Linked DNA regions of Gossypium hirsutum: region 2 is linked to region 1. The links are chromatin contacts, called in public Hi-C maps. All regions are on one chromosome and are shown on one strand. Each heading gives the region's core, a stretch centred on a gene start, on an enhancer-like site or on the middle of the called end of the contact. The rest is flanking DNA. Distances are from core to core; before and after follow the strand shown.

Region 1 (4,350 bases), core at 360-2,859:
TACAGAACCATTATTGTTCATCCTATTGTCTCGACTCGTCCAAAATAAAATAAATAAATAAATCTTTTCAAAAATTGAGAATCTCAATGATGTATTGTCTTTTATTTCTTTTTATTTATTAGCCTATCCATAAAAATATTAATGAAACCTCAATTCCTCTATTTGAGCTAGAAGAGAATGTACAAATATTCCTTGAATATTCGAAGTTTTCAACTATTAACTTTTTAAAATTAAAAATTTTAAAAATATTACTAACGTGATCATTTGTTTTGGGGGTGATTGACAAACAATACAAGTTAAAGGGCTAAAATAAGCGAAAATTAAATAAAGGGCTAAAATGATTTTTTTATAAAGTTGAAGGGCTAAATAAATGGTTATTCCAAAAGTAAATAAAGCTCCATTAGCAAGGTATTGCACATCATATTAGGTGTCATACACACTTCCAAGTCCAGTAGGAAATTAAAGAATATTTCTCTCATCATTTTCTGGTAGTTTATTCTTCAATCTTCTTTTCAACTATGTATTCAATTAATAAATAAATTTATGTTTTCAATCTCAATACAAGAGTGATCTAAATTATTATATTCATTAACTTAATTTCTTTCCAAAAAAAAAATCCTTACATTCTCAAACTACTTTTTTAAAAAAAAAGTTAACACTTGAAAAAGCTTTAAAAAACGGTTAGCAAGCATGTATTACCTTCAAAGTGGTTCCGACCAATATAGATGTCTTGAAGCTGGCTAAAATTCCCAATTTCTATTGGTAGGCTCCCCTCCATTTGGTTAAACGCTAAAGATAACACTTGTAACTCTTTGCACTTGAATAGACTGGCAGGAATTCTACCAGAAAGCAGGTTAAGACTCCAGTGCAATCCTTTCAAATTTGGAAGATGATCAAACATATCTTTTGGGATATGACCAGTGAGATTATTGGTGGTGAAATCGATGACTTCTAGCAAAAGCAAATCACGTGGAACAGAGGGTATGGAACCAGAGAGCATATTGTAGCTTAGATCTATTTCTTGCAACGAAGAGATATTGAAGATGGTGGAGGGAATTGAACCTGAAACCTGGTTTTCAAACAAATACAAGACCTCTAGCTTTGACAAATAGGCTAAAGAGAATGGCATAACACCTTTGAAGTTGTTTTGGTACAAAAACAACGTTCGAAGTTCAGTTAATGATCCCAACCATGATGGGATTTCTCCACTGAAGGAGTTGTTACCAAAGCTTAAATATTTCAGCCGTCGCAAATTGGATAACTGGACAGGTAATCCGCCATAGAAACTATTGTTTCTGACATAAAGAAGAGAAAGGAATGACAAATTTCCCAAGTGAGGTGGAAGGGTGCCTACGAGTCCCAACCCAGTAAGGTTTAGAGCTGTGACTCTACGGTGCTTGGATCCACAACTTACACCAAACCAATTGCAAACAGGGGCAGAGGTTGACCAGTTAGTTGTCAAGACATTTTCAGGATCATGAATAACATGATCTTTTAATGCTAGAAGAGCTGATTGATCTGTAAGTATGGTGGTTAATTTCATAGAGAAAGTAGGCATAGAAAAATGGAAGATGATAAGAATAGCTAAGTTGAGGAAAGTATTCCCCATTTGATTTTGGGTGTTTATCGAGCTACCAACAAAGGCAGAACTGAGATTAATAGATAGATAATTTATGTTGTAATTTATTCTTGCAACATTGCAAATTCTTTGAATGTGATTTAGGTAGAAACTACAGAGTTTATTATAGGATGTGATAATATGATTATGTAATTATTGCTTAAAAAACTTCTTTCTAAATTTTATTTAATTATTTTAGATTAGTGAAATTATTAGACAACGTGATAAATTTTTATCAGATAGGAAGTGACAAGTGAGCAGTCACTTCCAAGAATATAAACAACCCAATCACTCTCTTAACTAACCGTATCTAAACACTAATTGTTGTTTCTATTGACTAAAAGAATTTTCAACAAAAAAGATGTTGACTTAAAATTAAAATAAACCATCAAATTTCTTAGAACATTCAATGAGGTTGAAAGATTTTATTTTTAATTTTTGTTATTTTGGAATAATTTTTTTTCTTTCTACTTTTACCAAAAAATATATTTTAACTTTTTATTTATTATTTATTTTTTAGTTCTTAAACTTACGTTGTGAAAAAATCAACGTTTGTTAACTTTGCTAATGTGCCACATGTGGATTGTCACCGGGATGTCAAATTAGAAATTAATTAATTTTTTAAAAATTTAAAAATTTAGAAAATATTATTAATTTATTTTTAAAATACTAAATTTATTTAAAAAGTATAAAATTATAAAAAAATATTTTTATTTTTAAAATTTAATTAATTGCTAATGTGGTACATTAACTTTTTTATTCATTTTAGATGATTTGACAAACAATACGGGTTTAAAGGTTAAAAGTGACGGAAAATTAAATAAAAGACTAAAATGAATTTTTTTTAAATAAATTTGGAGCGCCAAAAAATTCATCATACTTTTTTTTGTCCTATCAATACGCTTAACAACATGCCACCATAATTTTGATTTTCTTTGGCAAGTCTGTATGCCATAGGTTTTTTAGGAAAGCTTTGTTTGTAATTTCATTAGTATTGTCATCTAGACTAGAGGTCTCTTTCAGTAGCCTTCTGTAACCACTCCTCACAATATACTCTCTTGTTACCTCCCCACTCCATACCCTATTGTCCTCTCGTGGACGTCTCGCTAGAGGAATTTGCAAGATAGTTTCTACCTCTTCCCTTGTAAACAAAGAGGTAACAAGATCCTCCTTCCATTGTCTCAGATTAGATTCACTCAGCTCTTCCACCTTAACTATATTGTGATCTCAAACTAACTCCTGGATTTTTTTTTTATCCTTCAACCCAAGGAACCAAGCATCCTGCCACTCTCCAAGCCGTTCCATCTTATAATAGTTGCTTTGTCGCCCATACGCTCCTCCAAGTATAAGAATGATAATTACCTAACTTTGGTTGCATGAAATCGACATTGGGGAAATATTTAGCTTTTAAAGTTCTAGCTAATAACGAATCATGATAATTCATTAAACACCAACCCTGTTTTGCAAGGGCTAAATTAAACTTGGATAAATTTTTAAACCTCATTCCCCCATCTTCATTTAGTTCACACAATTTATTCCAATTGCATCAATGAATCCCCCTCTTTCCTTTTTGTTCCTGCCACCAAAACCGACTTATAGCCTGTTCCATGTCATGACATAAAGAATTCAGTGGTAAAAAACAAAACATAGCATAAGTCGGAATTGATTGCAGTACACTCTTAATAAAAACTTCCTTCCCTCCCTAAGGAAGTATTTTAACACACCAATTATTTATTTGTTCTGCAATCTTATCTTTCAAACCCTGAAAGGTCCTTCATTTTTGCCTCCCTACAACATTCAGGAGCCCCAAAGACTTCTCTGGATCCATCAAACAACGCACCCTTAGTAATTGAGCTACTGAGTCCTTTGCATATGCAGAATCATTTGAACTAAAAAATAGTGTTGATTTCTCTAAGTTGATACTTTGCCCTGAATATTCTTCATACTTCTGCAAAATCCTTCTAATCTCATTTGCTCGTTTTTTCACAGCATCACCGAACAAAATACAGTCATTTGCAAAAAGCAAATGAGTAATCTCAGGATCCCTTCTACATACCTTGACACCCTTTGTTCTCCCCTCCCCTTTCACCATCCTCATCAATGTCGACCATCCCTCCCCACAAGTCAGGAATAGATAAGGACTTAGCGGATCCCCTTGTCTAAGGTTATAACCTCCCTAACCCGGACTAAATGTTATGACCATATTGAGAAGGCTACATTAGCCATCGAAATGGCTAAATAGACTATTTGACCTTCGAAAATCCTTAACACCTAACTAATTTTAAAGAAAACCGTTATTGGTGATCCAAGTTAGATAAAACATTAGTTTATTGGGTTTTCTTACAAAAACCCTAATTTTTTTTCTAAATTTAGAAAAGTCATCACCCCTGAAATTAATTAACATTAAAACATTCATTCAATTAGGCCATCTATACTTTATTATTGTTGTCATGTTTTAGAAGACTAATTGTTTTGACATTTTGTTTCACAAAAATTGAATCTTTAAAATGTCAACTATTATTCATATCATTTTGGAAATCCAATTGCCTTATCGATTTGTTTTTCAAAATGGTTAATTTGTAACATAGCGAAAAATTGGTGATCAATTTCAGTTTTACTTAAGTCATATATCATGCAATTATTAGTTATTAAGCTTCAGTAATATATGCATGCACAACCCCCCCCCCAAAAAAAATAATAATCAAGCCACAGACCCAATACATTAAAAATTA
Region 2 (4,553 bases), core at 1,443-3,942, 160 kb before region 1:
AAAAAAAAACCATAAATACATACTTCTGGCTGGCAGAAGGCATGAATTGAGCAAGATCCTCACCATCTAACCCAATCAAATCCTGAAAGAAATAAAAAATTGTTATCCAAAGTAAATGTATAATCCACCCGTTCAATCTGCACAAGAAAACACAACATGAATGAATAAACATACAGCATAGAAGGTAGAAACATTGAACTCTGAATCTGGACGACTCAAAGGGAGAAGTTCAATTGAGATTCCAAGATCTTGTGCATCCTGGAGGGGAAAAAAAGAAGAGCAAAAAAAAAAAAAAATGCTGGTGACATAATCTGCTAATGGGAATCAGTTTGAATGCACTCATATAACACTGAACCACAAAGCACGTGCAACTTTATATTTAGTTTACTTTAGCTCGCTGCAATGTAGTTCTTGTCATATCTTTTTTTGCAGCATCCTGGAGACTTCCAAAGGGATCATCTTCGTTAGTAAAGAGAAGAATTCGCTTATCAGCTGTCTTAATAGACCTGAAAGAGTATTGCTGTCAAAAACTGAACCAGATGCAGGAACCTTGGAAAACAAAGGAAGAAAGGAAACAAGCGCTGTTTAATCATAACACAAATGCAACAGGAAACCATACCCTTTACGAAGAAGAGCTTGAGCAACCCAGAGGGCATTATAAAGGGAATTCTCCCGAGACCCGGGAACAATACCATACTGACTCCCAATTTCTCTCATAAATGATTCTGCAAAATAGCTTAAAAATATGTACATTGGTTCCCCAAAAGATTTTTACAAATTTTAACATAAAAGATCATATTTAGTGAATCTAATGAAATATGATGAACTTTTAAGTAGTACTTTGCGATCAGTTTATAGTATTGTAGCAAAAATCTATAGTTAAAGCAGGCAGTCAAAAGCTTAGAATCAAATCTTCATTATTGATCACCAATAATGCAATTAATTTGAATATAAATTACCTTCTATACAGTCAAATTCTTTAATAAGCCTAGCTGTAGGCCTGTCTAGGTGCTCCCTTTCAGCAACATTAAAAACAAAAACACCATTTAAATCTTGCAAGTTCTTCTTTTCCCTCTGCAGACAGAACACAAGATAGTAAGAAAACATATCATAGGCACTTAGGGCAGCAGACTTCCAGAGCATATAGCAAAATATACCAACTCTATTTGCAAAGATTGTATTTATTTTCTGTATATTTATTAAAGGACTCATCTATTTGATGGAAACTTGTCCAAGTTTTACCAATGTCAACTGGTCGGAATAAACACACAGAAAATAAGTACAATCTCCGCACATAGACAAGTCCTTTAATAAACATATAGAAAATAAGTCCAATCCCTGCAAATAGATGTGGTATATTTTGCTAGTAAACCCAATTTACTAGTTGACGTTGGTATAGAAAATATAGCAAACTAGGAGTAGTTATCCCACATTGATGGAAACCATTGACCAACAAAGGCAGCTACTTGGTGTTCTATGTGCATTCCTACCTATTCTTTTGATTCCATGTGTGATTGTGGCAAAACCAAATTGAGATATACAAACGAAAATGCTATTTATTTGAAAACTTTTTGATTAACCAACTCGTTACCAAAAAGCCCTGATAGCATCTTGTCATGTAGGAATGATGGCCAAGTGATCCAAAGAGTAGCATTGGAACTGCTATGTACACTTCTGTTTACTGAGGATTCGTACACCTATTTTCCAACACTTCCCCACAATTCACTGATCGCCATGAGATTTCAAAGAAATCTAATCTAATTCAAGATTTTCACCCAATTGAGTTTACCACCCTAGAACTAAAAAGTTACACCTACTAGTTCAACAGTATATTTTGTGAGTAGACTAAGTGGAAAGCCCCACCCCTGCCATTTTTCTTTTTTTTTTTTGTACACCAGGACCAGAGGCTCTAACTACAGTAAATAAAATAATTAATATCAACCTAAAGGGCTAGAATTGCATCTTACAGTGTTAAAGAAGCAAATTGCAACTTCATCATACGATCTACTAATGATTTGAGTCTTGAGTGATCCAGCAATACAGCTAACAGCGGTGTGGAAATGAGTTTCATCCTTTTGGTCATTCTGTCAATATTTAAAAATAAAAATAAAAAACCAACAGCTAGTCAGTACATCTCAAATAGAAAAAGAAGAAGAAGAAAAACATGTTAATCAAAAAACATATCCATTACAGAAAAGCTTAATTAGGGTATTAATCCATGAAAGAAAAAAGAAAACCAATTACTAAAAAAACTGTAAAGAAAAGGAAATGGGTATTCTTTATCTGTTTTGATTATACATAAAAACTTACACCAGGACATGTCGTGCTGAACATTTTCCGAGAAGCATCGACCAAGTAAACAACATACTCTTTGGAACTCTCACTTTGCTGCAAATATTGGACAAAAACAACACAACTACATCTCTCGTTTCTTAACCGTGGAGAAGAATATAGAAGAAAATAAAGAGAAAGAGAGGAAACCTGGAAGAATTCGTTATCTGGGTCGTCTTCTTCGTCCTTGAAAACATCTTCTGGGTCCAAATCCATTGTTAAAGATGAAATTTTTCAAAGGTTTTTTGCCGGTTTCTGAAGTGCTGCTAACTTTCCCAGTTCCTACGCATTTTTTAAATACATTTCGATATTTGGAGTGGAGGTGTCTTGGACAAGCTAAAGGAAGGACACTGACAATTGGAGATCAAAGTGTTCATGGGCTTGAGAGCCTTTTCCATATAAAGCTTCGGGTCCGATACATTTTTCAACCAGGTTTTGGCAAAGTTTTTGAGGCTTAAGCTTGGCCTGCTTTGTCTTTATAGATTCTTTTTTTCTATGTATAATAGGAAATCATGTTGTTTGATATTCTATCTTCTTCTTTTTTTGTTAATTTAGAATTTATGATTTTCATATATTTTTAAACTTAATGAAATAATTTTGTTTAAATTAACTGAATTCTCGTACTAATATTAAAATTTAAGAAGGAATAATATCGGGTTTGGATGAGCGATGTGTTTATCTGCGATTAATGTAAAAATAGTTATGGCAATGTAATTAGACATTGTAATAATATTGTAGTGTGAGATAAAAAATAAGTTAAACACACCGTATCACCCATCCAAATTGAAACTTTAATATTTCAAGTTCAACTCCCATCCAAATAATTATGTAAAAATTGTTTCCATATTTATTTTGGCCTAAATCTCTCTATGTTTGAATTCTCTCTCTCCGAAACTATTCTAATTTGCTTCGAATATCTATTGTTGATTACTATGAGGGTGCTTTATAATTATTGATTCTAATTATAATTTATTTAGGTTACACTATTTGTAATTGTATTTGTAATTGTGAAGACTAAGAAGAAATTAAAATTTAGGCATTGAAACAATAAAATTAAGGTCACATGCACTTTTTTCTTAAAAAAGGTAATCATTTTATTGGTTAAAACAATAGAACACAAACTCCAATTGAAATCGATTGAGAAGCTTCTGGATGGAATGTTTGAACATTAATTTTTGTTAGAATTAAGTGACTCGAATTCTTATTTCAATAAATACAGTGGTAAAATAAATTAAAATTAAAATCCTTATAGAACTATACTTTTTTTTATTTTATTTTAGAATAAGGTTTTTTAAACCTTATTAAACACCATCTATTTGATATTGATTAGAATAAGGTGTTTCAATCTTATTACACTCCTATTAGAATATGGTTTTACAAGCCTATAAATAGACATAGTCTACTCCTCTTGTAATCATTCGAATTTGACATTGTGAATTTTCTTCTCCTCTGCCCGTGGTTTTTTCACGAAAGGGTTTCCACGTAAAATTTGTGTGTTCTTTATTTTTTTTATTTCTCTTTTCTTTGCGATATTTTGTCATTACCAACATTCTATTTTTTACAAATTAGTATCAGAGCTTCCGGGTTGTTCATCTTGATCACGGTAATGGCGTCTTTGAAGTATGAAATTCCATTATTGGATCGCAACACCATATTTGCGTTGTAGTAGATTAAGATGCAAGCAGTTCTTGCGCAGATAGATCTTTGCCGAGACCTTTTTTGGAGTCGGGCACGAAGCGTTACCTGACTTAACTTACCAGTTCGGAGCATAAAAATTTGCTTTTAAAATTAATTTGCTCGCGTTCAATCAATATGTCCTAAAAAGAGCACTCGAAACCCTAAAACATACAACGGAAATTATTCGGGTCCAAACTGGAAACATTAAAAAATTTTCGAATACTTAAACAAATCAAAATAATTTATTTCACTATTCACAATAAAACTGTCCACCTGCATAACTGTCACTAATTTAATTATAACTCAAGTTACAAAACTTTAAATTTAGATCCATAAATTTTCCTTGAAACTAGACTCATATATCTTCTTACCATAAAATTTTCAGAATTTTTGGGTTAGCCAATTAGTACAGTTTATTCGTTAAAGTCTCCCTTGTTTCACTGTCTGACGGTTTTGACCTCTATTCACTAAAAATCAATTATCTCATTGTACAGACCTCATATGGTGATTCCACTTGTTTCTATTGAAAATAGACTCACTAAGGA

What was found. Hi-C and Micro-C count contacts between places; a contact is called where the count stands out from the background.
Region 2: a contact with region 1 is called in a Hi-C map of leaf, with 1.8 times the contacts expected there. The contact joins the promoter of LOC107934687 here to the promoter of LOC107934669 in region 1. A contact is called at or near these places in 7 of 34 Hi-C or Micro-C datasets (hypocotyl, leaf and petal).

The regions. Positions count from the first base shown.
Region 1 is chrD01:5,149,862-5,154,211 of Gossypium_hirsutum_v2.1, reverse strand. It overlaps LOC107934669 (putative receptor-like protein kinase At3g47110), which reads right to left and starts at 1,609. Exons shown (of 3, transcript XM_016867150.2): 1 at 700-1,609. The coding sequence starts at 1,609. LOC107934658 (a long non-coding RNA gene) reads right to left here. Exons shown (of 3, transcript XR_001693977.2): 3 at 4,317-4,350.
Region 2 is chrD01:5,310,711-5,315,263 of Gossypium_hirsutum_v2.1, reverse strand. LOC107934687 (ATP-dependent DNA helicase 2 subunit KU70) reads right to left here and starts at 2,692. Exons shown (of 20, transcript XM_041086849.1): 1 at 2,482-2,692; 2 at 2,311-2,388; 3 at 1,968-2,084; 4 at 960-1,074; 5 at 620-725; 6 at 389-506; 7 at 175-258; 8 at 24-82. The coding sequence starts at 2,547.